Linked DNA regions of Hordeum vulgare: region 1 is linked to region 2. The links are chromatin contacts, called in public Hi-C maps. All regions are on one chromosome and are shown on one strand. Each heading gives the region's core, a stretch centred on a gene start, on an enhancer-like site or on the middle of the called end of the contact. The rest is flanking DNA. Distances are from core to core; before and after follow the strand shown.

Region 1 (6,069 bases), core at 1,041-3,540, 450 kb after region 2:
CGAAATTCATAAAAAGAAACTTGATGGGGTTGTCTTTAAGGTGGATTTCGAGAAGTCTTATGATAAGGTCAAGTGGCCTTTCCCTCAGCAGGCCTTACGTATGAAAGGGTTCAATGAGTCTTGGAGGGATCAGCTGTCCTCTTTTATTCAGCAAGGAAGTGTTGGGGTTAAAGTTAATGATGACATAGGTCATTATTTCCAGACTCACAAGGGACTGGGACAGGATGATTCAATGTCCCCAGTGTTGTTCAACATAGTAGCGGATATGCTGGCAGTCCTTATTGTTCAGGCTAAAGTGAACGGCCATGTAGGAGGGCTGATCCCACACCTGGTAGAGGGGGAGTATCCAAACTACAATATGCGGATGACGCGATAATTTTTATGGGGCATGGTCTTTCAAAAGCTAGAAACATGAAGCTAGTGCTTTGCCTTTTTGATAAGTTGTCTCGACTTAAAATCAATTTTGACAAAAGTGAATTGTTTTGTTTGGGGAGAGCAAATGAGGAACAAGACGCGTATAGGCAGCTATTTGGGTGCGAAATGGGATCGCTACCATTTAGTTACCTAGGAATCCCCATTCATCATAGACGTTTGACGCATAGGGAATGGAAATTATTGAGGATAGATTTGAAAACAGACTAAGCTGCTGGAAGGGCAAGCTGATGTCGTATGGAGGAAGGCTGGTGCTGATAAACTCGGTGTTATCAAGCTTGTCGATGTTTCTTCTGTCTTTCTTTGAAGTATTGGTGGGGGTACGAAAAAGATTAGACTTCTATCGCTCTCGTTTCTTGTGGCAATGTGATGAGGTTAGGGGTACATATAGACTAGCTAAGTGGGAGATTATTTGCAGACCAAAAGACCAAGGGGGCTTAAGCATAGAAAATTTAGAGGTTAAAAATAGATGCCTTCTTAGCAAATGGCTATACAGGCTGTCTACTGAGACTGGTGGGATGTAGCTACAATTTTTGAGAAATAAGTACCTACATTCTAAGTCTGTGGCTCAGGCCACTGCTCAACCTACTGGCTCACCTTTTTGGAAAGGGTTAATGAAGGTGAAGATAGCTTTCTTTCAGAGGGTCAAGTTTTTGGTCGGCGATGGAGCCATGACCAGATTCTGGGAAGACGCATGGCTGGGGAATACGTCGTTGGCTTTGCAATATCCTTCCATTTATAATATTACAAAAAAGATTGTGTTGCGACAGTATTTCGATCAATACCTCTAAATATTCAATCCAGGTGAGCCCTAGTGGGAGAAAGATGGAATGCGTGGATGCACTTGATCAGACATTTGATGAATGTTCAACTGTCAGACCAGGTAGATTCCATTCACTGGAAATTAACTACGTCTGATAGGTTTACGGTGAAATCAATGTACACTGATCTAATTAATTCTCAAACACTTTCAAGATCTTTACATATTTGAAAGATTAAGGTGCCGTTTAGAATTAAGATTTTCATGTGATTTATACACAAGGGGTTGTGTTAATCCAAGATAACTTGATAAGACGATGATGGATAGGCAGTCCTAAGTGTTGCTATTGTGATTAAAATGAAATAGTTAAACTCTTTTTTCTTGATTGTCCTTTGGCTAAACTTTTATGACGCACTGTATATATAACTTTTAACATTACTCAACCAACAAGCATTAACACGCTATTTGGGACGTGGCTCAACGGAGTGGACGTAACTATAGCGAATCATATCAGGATTGAAATAAGTGCGCTATTTTAGGCTATATGGAACACGAGAAATGATTTGATTTTTAATGGCAAAAGTATTCACAACTTTTTGCAAGTTATTTACAGAGCTACACCTTGAATCCGTAAACGATCGTTACTCAGCCATGTGGACTTCAGGGAACTTATGAATACTGTGTGCAACCGGTGGGAGACGATGGCACGGGCTATCTTCGTCCGGATTCGATGGTGAGCTAATAATAGACTAATGTATATGCATCGTAGTTTATTTGTTTGTTTTCGTCGAATGTGAGAGTTATTTTCCACTTGTAAGCGGTTTTTATTCAAGTTTTGATCTATACTTCAAAACTTAAGACTATGTTTGGTTTCTTTCTTAATAAAATGACTGCATGCATCGATTGATGCAGAGGGGTGAGGCTTGATCCTTCTTTAAAAAAAAACATATTTACCGCTCGCTACATCAGGAATCAAACGAAGCAACAGCCGGTCGAGTACTGAGCTTTCAAAGATCAGCTCGGAAGCATTTAGCCAACAAGATTTTCAGCAAGGTTCCTCGACATTCCATTATCTTATCCTCCAACAATCCTCGCAACTGTCGGTTAAGCCATAGCCATCCTGGCCCTCCACTAAATCTCATCGCACAATCCGCAACTTTCTGCCAAAAGATACGGCCATCACCAAGCACCAAACCTCGATACAATCCTGATCGGCAGCCCATTCCATGGTGGAAATCACAGGCAACAATTTAGCCACAGGCCTTGGCCTCCCGATGCAAATTGCAGAGAAGAAAAGGTTATCTGAATCCAATCAAGCCCCATTCCATGCTTTCACTTTACTGAAGAAGGCATGATAAAGGTTGGTCAGTGAACGGCCGCTCCCGGGCTATAAATACGGCCGTGGAGGGAGTGCTCAGATTCCCCTTCTTCCCGCTCCTCCACTCTCTCATCCTAATCCTGATAGTTTATGGGTGGCTGCTCCTCCATCCTAGGTCGAGACTTCTCTACCTCCCTGTACTGTCTCCCACTGCTGTACTAAACTAGTACTGCGGCCGGAGTTGCTGGACTGCCAGTACTGATACTGACAGGTTGCGTCTACGCTGTAATGTGACACTATATACCTCTCCTTGCCCTCGCCATTAGTGACCACCAACACCAACACCAGCCACAGAACAGAACATGGGAATCCAAAGAGTTTGCTTCGTCGTTGCGCTGCTTTGTATGTGCCTGAGAGGTAATTCGATCGTCGTAGAAGAAATCGAGTGAGGTTTGATTGTAGGAGGAGTTCTTGTAATGGTGAGCTGGATTATTGACACCGTCTGTGTGTTCTGTTTGTTTGGCGCAGAGGGAGGAGCTGTGACATTCACGTTCCTGAACCGGTGCACGGGGACGGTGTGGCCGGGCATCCTGTCCAACGCCGGGACGGCGAGGATCGAGCCCACGGGCTTCGCGCTGCCGCCCGGCGCGGCGCGTGCTCTGCCGTTCCCGACCGGCTGGTCAGGCCGGCTGTGGGCGCGCACGGGCTGCGCGCAGGACGCGGCCGGGCGGTTCGCGTGCGCCACGGGCGACTGCGGCACGGGCACGCTGGAGTGCGCGGGACGGGACGGGGCGACGCCCGCGACGCTGGCCGAGTTCACGCTCGACGGCGGGGGCCACAACGACTTCTACGACGTGAGCCTCGTGGACGGCTACAACCTGCCCATCCTGGTGGAGCCCGCGGGGAGCAGCGCCACCGGCACGACGTGCGCCGCGGCGGGCTGCTCCGCGGACCTGAACCTGCGGTGCCCCGCGGAGCTGCGGTCCGCGGGCGGCGGCGCGTGCCGGAGCGCGTGCGACGCGTTCGGCAAGCCGGAGTACTGCTGCAGCGGCGCGTTCGCCAACCCCAACACCTGCCACCCCACCGCCTACTCGCAGGCCTTCAAGCTGGCGTGCCCGCGCTCATACAGCTACGCCTTCGACGACCCCACCAGCACCTTCACCTGCGCCGGCGGCCGCGACTACACCATCACCTTCTGCCCCGTCGCCACCCCAAGGTCCACCACGCGGCTTAACCACTGCATTAATTCACTAGCTAAGGCTTGCTTTCGCGTGACGTTTAGGTCGTGCGCGGTTAATCACACCATGATTTGCACGCACTGTTAGGTAAGCATGCGTCTTCTTGGAGACACGATGATGAAATCGGCATGGCTGGTTGGTGCCTGAACAATGGGCACTCCATGTCACCTTATCTCACTCACATACTACAAAGTGTTTGCAAGTGCGCGGTATTCCAATACGCCGTGCTTACGAAACGGAAGGGGACACTGAGAGCGAGAGGTTTGGGAGATGATGCATTGTGATGATTAGTCTGGACTGGAGTTACCAGTATATTTAGTAGGTCGTAGATGTCTCATTCATGTTGCATTTTTAGTGGGTGCTTAGCTTGTCGAGGGTGGTTTGACCCCCCGGTGGCTTCACTTTTCACTGCCGTCGGTTTGCACATCAACGTCAGCCGTCCGAGCAGGGCAGGGCAGGGCAGTCATTTTCTTATCTTGTGACGAGGTCAGAAAAGGCTAGGCTATAGGAATGATGGCCGATGTCGCCATGAAACTACCGCAACACTTTAGCGGAAAGGATAAAAGGGAAAGCTCAAAAACCAGCTTTCAGTGCTACTCATCCTCTTTTATTTTACTGCATGCATGCATTCATTCATTCGAGTCTTCACCAGTTGGAGCGTGAACTCATCGTACTCTGCCATTCTTTTCGTGTGCAGCCTGAAATCGGCGGGTGGGGCGACGGTGGTGCCGACGCCGACGATGCCGGGCTCGACAGCGTTCGCGCCCCCGGTGATGCCAAGGCAAGCAGGCGGCCAGGCCGACGGGCAGGGCGTGATACTGGGGGACAACTCCTGGCTCGCCAACATGGCCACCGGCGACATGTCGGCGGCGACGCCGAGCAGGACGGCGATGATCCCGGCCGCGCCGCTCGCACTGCTCATCCTCCGGCTGCTTCTATAGCATCAGATCCAGATCATTAGAAGACAAGGACTCGCCATATCCATCCATCCATCCATCCAAACAAACCAAAAAAATCAAAAACAGAGAAATTTGGGTCAGAAGCCCAACAGAAGAACACACTGTTTGTTTGCAAGTCGGCACGGTCCACCGGAGCGAAAGCGCTCCCGTGCCGTTGCTGCCGCCGTCGGCTGTGGAGTGCACGGCGAGTGGGGAATGATTCGATTTGACCAAGATCGCCATTGTAAAATCCATCCATCCGTCTTTTTCAGTTTTCTCTTTCTAGTTTGCACGGTTGTGGAGTACTTACAAAGGAAATATACTACTAGTAGAAAAGATTCTTACACGCATGGTGCTTGAAATTCGAATCGCGGCAGCTCTAGATGAGCCCAAGAGCTAGTATCTACTTATGATTGTATATACGCACTCGCCGTCCAGTTCTCCGGCCGATCGCTAGTGGCGAACAAACTATAACCTGATCAATCAATGCGCTTATTCTGGGATTTGCTCTCAGCTGTCAGAGGCCAAACCTGGTCAAGCCATGATATGCACCAAGGAAAGATTAGGATCAAGTTCACATCGTTTCAGTGATGAGCAGGACGTGCAGATACATGTCATGCTATCTCTGCTCTGTAGTGTCACAGTGCTTTCTTGGATGGTGTGGGTGGTTTTGCCATACATAACCAGTCACCGACGTGGCAGGTCCATTATCACTGACGGTCTAGCTGCCAAAACGATCATAATACTCGCACATTCACCAAACATTCTGTTGCAGCCGATGATTGGATCGGATGCGTGCCTGGATCAATCAACGGCTAAAAGGAAGATGGAAGAAACGAATGGCCCGGTAATGGCTGAGTTGGCGGCATGGACTGGAAACACTAGAATACCGATCCTACCACGACAAACTGTACGCTAAAAGTCACTGGTGTACAGGCTGATGGCTGGCGCAAGCCTCGGTGTTTGGCACATGGGGTGTGCGGCGCCATCTGGGAGGATCAGGCAGGCAAGCAAGATGCCGGACCGGCGGGCGTGGATGGTGGCCACTGGCCTGGTGGGGCGGACACGGGGACGGCGGTGGTGGCCATTCCCTTGGTTTGGTCCACTGCTTTTGGTGAGTGTGGCCAAAGGAAGGTTCAGTTCAGCTCGGTGCCTACTCTTGTTCCTGCCGACCAACGCCGTACTAGCTACCATACCATGCCAGCAGCCTCTCATCGGAATCACATCACCTTTATTATTTCCCGCATGCTCGACGTTATTCCGTGTGGGGCAGTCAGCAGGTAGAGTAGGTTGCAGCGAAGCTCATGGCACCTACCACTACCAGCTGCTCTCATATAGTCTCATGGCGAAACCCCGATTTCAGTTGCCCGGTCCATGCGACGG
Region 2 (6,095 bases), core at 1,964-4,463:
AACTATGAATAAAATTGTTAAGATTGTATGTGATACGGTCATAAGTAGTGAGAAGTGATGAGAACACCTAAAAGTGTCTTACGTGCGGTTAATATAATATAATCAACCAAACAACGTGTCTTATATGCGCCTAATATAATATAATCAATCAAATAACGGGTAGTTCGCTCATTCAGCTGATCTATATACGGGCAACCAAACAATATGCAGAGGATGGTTTATAGGTTTTTTTCTTAGTGAGATCCATATATATATATATGTCTATGCAAACATGCCAAAATCGGTGCGGGCAGCGAAACGCGCGCCCAAAGCTAGTCCATATGTCCGTTTTGGTTCTTTTCAGACCACGGTGCTTTTCCCTGCTCGGTGTTGAAACTTGCACGCTAAAAATAGTGACGATTCATACTATATCACGACGAACAATGAACACATCATCATTTCCGCTCAACAAATCAAAGAAGCGTAGAGAGTAAACATTAACCTAAGCCCGCGACATGCTGTCAGCTATCTAGAAGGCTGCGTTCTATGTGAAGATATCCTTGTTTTATCTGTCAGTAGTGGCACTGTCAGCCTCTGGTCTTGCCCGCCCGCCCTTCTCTCGTGCTCCGCTCGAGTCTCATCTCATCTCTGCCTCCGTCACGCCATAAGCAGCCCGCCGGATAAGGACAGACACCTCGTGAGGCGGGGAGCACGTATGCTGCCGCCATTTTCACGCATGGCCGGCCGACCGGCCCTTACAGGAGCAGCGAGACGGCGACGGCCAACGCGACGAGGAGCTGCGACGCATGGGCGGCAATGGAGGCGCCGCCGCCCGTCGAGAATTGCTCGCCGCCGTGGTAGACCATCGCCGTCCCGTTCGTGGGCGGCACGCCGGCGGCCTGCGGGTTCTCGTCGGTGTACTTCCCACTGTGGAGCAAAACACACAAAGCATACGGGTCAGCATAGCGTACTGCGGTACACATAGTACGAGATCGGAATGGCGTAGCGTGCAGTACCGTGCACCCAAGATACAGTACTTATGGCGTTGCAGATATTTTTGTAGGACGCAGATATTTTCGGACAGGGCCTCTGACTCTGAGCACACGAACATGGGAGGCAGTTGGGAAGAGGACGGCGAAACTGAATGCCATCGTCGGCCTAGGCCTGCGGGACCGCACGCGCGAAATGGCTAGAAGCCGCGGTACGCATCGGGCTACGTCGGTTCGCTTGTCGTGTGTGCGCGTGCGAGCTGAGCTGGGACCCCGCACCATGCCATGGATTCCTAGCCGTTGCACACTGCTGCGTGCATTTCGGCCGTTGAATACTGTAGTACAGTTCCCAACAGTCTGTCAGAATTGGCCCGGCCCTTTGGAGGTAAACATATTCCAGACGCCACATATTATATTCGGTCGCCGTGGCAGGACTGTGTTGCAACAGTACAGCACAACGGGAGCTTGCCCGTATGAGCACATGCTTTGATGTTCTTTGCCGACTTATTACAAGCATACTCCCTACCACCATTTGATAGTGTGTGGTGATTTATTAAGCCATATTCAACATGTCCTATCAAAATTCCAGCCATACTCCCTCCGTTCCTAAATATGATTTTTTTTAAATTTCATTAAAACATTTACATACGAAATAAAAATAAATGAATCTACATGTCTATATACATTCGTATTTTGTTCAACACTAAACAGAGGGAGTAAAATACTGCACAGATTTTAATATCTAATGCGGTATTAAACCTTAGGAATTGCCATGTCCTAAAGAAAGACTTCAACGTGTGCAGGTCCCTACCACCATAAAAACCTTTTTTTTTGTCAAAAAGGCATTTCGACCGTGCATTTTCGCGCCATTCGGTGAATCTACGGCCCAGGATTAAATACAGCGGAGCTCGGTTGCTTGCTTGATTAGTTTGCTGAACGTGCTCAAATACGAAGGACCGAGGAAAAGAAGTTACCTGGTGGTGCTGGGGCAGAAGGTGATGGCGTAGTTGGTGCCGGCGGCGCAGGTGAAGGTGGAGGTGGAGTCGTCGTACGCGTAGCTGTAGGCGCGCGGGCACGCGCTCTTGAAGAACTGCGAGTACGTCGACGGCCGGCACGTGTTGGGGCTCCCGTACGCGCCGCTGCAGCAGTACTCCGGGGACCCGAACGCCTCGCACGCGCTGCGGCACGCCATGGCGCTCCCGCCGACCGCACTGCTGGCGGCCCCCGTCGACGTGACCTTCAGCGCGGCCGGGCACGCGGCGTTCAGGTCGACGAGGCAGCCGGTGGCCATGCACTTGGGCCCGCCCGTGGAGCTGGCGGCGGCGGCGGCAGTGGCAGCGCCCTGCGGCACGACCAGCATCGGGAGGTTGTAGCCGTCGACGAGGCTGACGTCGAAGAAGTCCATGCCGCCGGAGCCGTCGAGCGTGAACTCGACCAGCGAGGCCGGCGGCGCGGCGCCGCCGCCGTTGCACTGGAGCGCGCCCGAGCCGCAGTCGCCCGTGGCGCAGGTGAACTTGCCGGCGGCATCCTCGGCGCAGAGCGTGCGCGCCCACATGCGCCCGGACCAGCTCGCCGGCGCGGTCACCGTCGCCGACGCGCCCTGCGCCAGGGCGAACCCCGTCGTCGATAACGGCGCCGTGCCCGCGCCCGACAGCAGCCCCGGCCACACCGTGTAGCCGCAGTTGTTGGTCATCGTGAACGTCGCCGACCACGCCGCTGCAAGCACCCCAAGAACTTGAACCGATCAGGCACACGCACACAAAACAGATCATAGAATGCGCATTGGAACAAAGCAGAGCATGAGAAGCGAAAAGATCAATTACCTGGAAGCAGAAGGAGAAGAGCGATCAACCGGAGGGCGACTTGAGCTGGACTCCGTGCCATTTTCGTCCTCTCAGTGCCGACTACTCCACGGGATCTCAGCTCCAAGCTCTGTGCAGCTCTGCTAAGGTATGCTCTGTTTTCGTGTAATGTAATTGGCCGGGAGAGGGTGACTAGGTGAGGACGGTCGGTTGACTTATATAGACGGCGCAGCCCAAGCAAGCAGGAAAGTGGGTCGTATCGTATCCGCCCAACGGGCACTGCAAGTGGGGCCGGATGGGACAGATCTTTGATGGCTGTCTGCTCTTGGACTTACGTCGGCAACGGCTCCCTCACCGTCTCTGTATCTTGTCCGTAGCCACCGCCCTACGTCCGCTGCCTCAAATATCTGAGCAGGCGAGAGCTCGACGATGGAGTTAGGAGAGATTTGGCCGTTCGGTAATCCATTTATAGAGGCGTGGCCGCGTGCGACGGTGGCCGGTGGTTGATGACCGGAGAAGAAACGGGGAAGGTGAGCAAGAAAAGAAAACTCTGACGCGCAGCTGTTATGCATTTTTTGCTCAGTTACGTGTGGGACTTGCTGTGATGCGATTTTGTTTCCTCCTCCAAAGAAAGGGATTCCACTTTCGTAATGCTCAAGCTGCAAATGATCGCCGCCCTCATTTGACCTCCTGCCACGGCCAAGGCGCATCGATGTTTCGTGGGGAGATTACACATATACGTAAGTACTCCGTGTCTTGCCTTGCACGAGATATTAACGTGATTTAGACATGCTTCACGGAGAAATATTGTATTGTGCGGGCCAGGTACATCCATAGTTGCCTCCTGAACGGACGAGATTTTTTTTTAGCAATTTACATCCTCAAATACTCATGTTTCTCCATTGACTTTCCAGCAATTTGTACCAAGCTCCGCCATTATACCCGAGCATATAGCCGCAACCTCTTGCAACAAGGCCGTCTCGCCGACCCACAAAACGAGGCTCCTCACCGTCGCCGCGAGATAGCATATGTCCTTCCCTACGTCTCCCTAATGAATTAAGACAATTTAAGTCTATTTTTCGATATTATGGCAATGTTTAGATCAAATTGTATCATTTGTTGTGTAATTTCTACAAATTTTGAACATTGGCACCCCTCAGACGGAGATTTATAGGTCCGCCACTGCTCGGGCCTAAGGCATCATGCCAGCTGCATGACAGATTGGATGAGAAGCAGGGAGGTAGAGGAGGGACCGGTCATGAGGGGGAGTAGAGGGACGGCATATGCGGACGCCTCCAGTCACCAGTCTTCGGTGCCAACATCAGACGTGGTGGCATAGGAGGGGAGGGGTGCTGGTGGCTGGGTATGGTGACTGTCTCGGTTGGGAAACAGTGATATGGGGGCTGGGTTAAAGAGGTGTGACATGACACTAACTAGGCACTGACTAGGCGGTCGGAAGTCAAAACTAGTAAAGCCCGACCAGAAAACTGATTTGAATGGAGTGGGCATCATTTTTTTTGTTTTCAGATTTCATCAGAAATGTAAATAATCCCTCCGTGAAGTAGTGATCTAAGAGAATCTACAACCGGACTTGACAAATTGGGCCCATGTACGACTGCGGGCGCGTTCGTCGGCCCCTCATATGTTGCGTCGTACATCCACATACGTCAAATGTCAATCCTCAAATCCATGCAATCCATGCACGTAGACCATCTAATACAAATTTTCCTAATTCAACAGTTCAAACAAAGCAAATCAATCATAGTTCAACAAACCGGAGATGCCAAAATGAAATCAATGTCTAAGCGAGAAGGGTGCTTGTCGGATCACTCACGAGACGCAGCCATCCATGCCGCCTGATCGTCCACCTTGTCTTGCTCCGCTTGCATCCGGACTGCCTGCTCCGCCTGCATCCTAGTCGCATGATCCGCTGCTGCAGCCGCCCTCGCTGCCTCCTGCGTCCTACGGTCCTTGTGTGTGTGGAACATTGCATGAAAACAAAAAAAAATCCTACGAACACCCAAGATCTATCTATGGAGATGCATAGCAACGAGAGGGAAGATTGTGTCTACGAACCCTCGTAGAGCGAAAGCGTATATAAGCGGTTGATATAGTCGTATTCTTCACGATCCAATCACGATCAAGCGCCGAACGGACGACACCTCCGTGTTCAACACACGTGTGGCTCGATGATGTCTCTGCCTCCTTGCTCCAGCAAACGAGGGCGGAGAAGTAGATGGGATCTCAACCAGCACGATGGCGTGGTGGAGATGGTGGTGGTTCAGTGCCAGCAGGGGTTCGCCAAGCGCCTATGGAATGACGAACAATGAAGAACTCGGGAAAATGGAAAAGTAATTGCCCAAGGGAGGGAGAAGCAATTGGTGCTAGGCTACCCTCCCCACCTCTCCTCTATATATAGGAGCAAGGGGAGAGGCACATATCCCCTTTGCCCCTCCTCCGAGGAGGGGGCGTCCGTCCTAGCTAGGAGTGCCCTCCAAGCCAAGTGGAGGGCCCTCCCACTAGGCGCTAGGGCCTTGTGGGGCCGGTGCCTGATACGTCTCCAACGTATCTATAATGTTTGATCATTCCATGCCATTATATTATCAACTTTGGATGCTTTATATGCATGAATATGCTATTTTATATTATTTTTGGGACTAACCTATTGACCTAGAGCCCAGTGCCAGTTCCGTGTCGTGTTTCGTGGGGAGATTACACATATACGTAAGTACTCCGTGTCGTGCCTTGCACGAGATATTAACGTGATTTAGACATGCTTCACGGACAAATATTGTATTGGGCGGGCCAGGTACATCCACAGTTGCCTCCTCAAGGGTTGACGCCTCTCTCTCTCTCTTCTACTTGAGCACTTGCGGAGCCTTGGACCAAACTCTGAAGAAAATTTGTTAGAAAGGATTTAGACGAGATTTTTTTAGCAATTTACACCCTCAAATACTCATGTTTTTTCATTGGCTTCTGAGTAATTTGTACCAAGCTCCGCCACTATACCCGAGCATATAGCCGCAACCTCTTGCAACGTGGCCGACCTACAAAAGGAGGCTCCTCATCGCCGCCGTGAGATAGCATATGTCTTTCCCTGCACCTCCTAATGACTTAAGACAATTTAAGCCTATTTTTCGATATTATGGAAATGTTTAGGTCAAATTGTATAATTTGTTGTGTAATTTCTACAAATTTTGGACATCGGCACCCCTAAGATGGAGATTTCTAGGTCCGTCACTGCTCGGGCCTAAGTGCATCATGTCAGCTGCATGGCAAATTGGATGAGAAGCAGTGAGGTGGAGGAGGGTCCGGTCGTGAGGGG

The links. Hi-C and Micro-C count contacts between places; a contact is called where the count stands out from the background.
Region 1: a contact with region 2 is called in a Hi-C map of seedling, with 3 times the contacts expected there. The contact joins the promoter of LOC123449172 here to the promoter of LOC123449171 in region 2. A contact is called at or near these places in 3 of 6 Hi-C or Micro-C datasets (leaf and seedling) and 1 of 1 datasets of contacts at active chromatin or transcription factors (embryo).

The regions. Positions count from the first base shown.
Region 1 is chr4H:506,649,016-506,655,084 of MorexV3_pseudomolecules_assembly, forward strand. It overlaps LOC123449172 (thaumatin-like protein 1), which reads left to right and starts at 2,291. Exons shown (of 3, transcript XM_045126281.1): 1 at 2,291-2,927; 2 at 3,039-3,726; 3 at 4,446-5,032. The coding sequence starts at 2,873. The coding sequence ends at 4,689.
Region 2 is chr4H:506,199,063-506,205,157 of MorexV3_pseudomolecules_assembly, forward strand. It overlaps LOC123449171 (thaumatin-like protein 1b), which reads right to left and starts at 3,214. Exons shown (of 3, transcript XM_045126280.1): 1 at 2,792-3,214; 2 at 1,943-2,684; 3 at 385-906. The coding sequence starts at 2,852. The coding sequence ends at 735.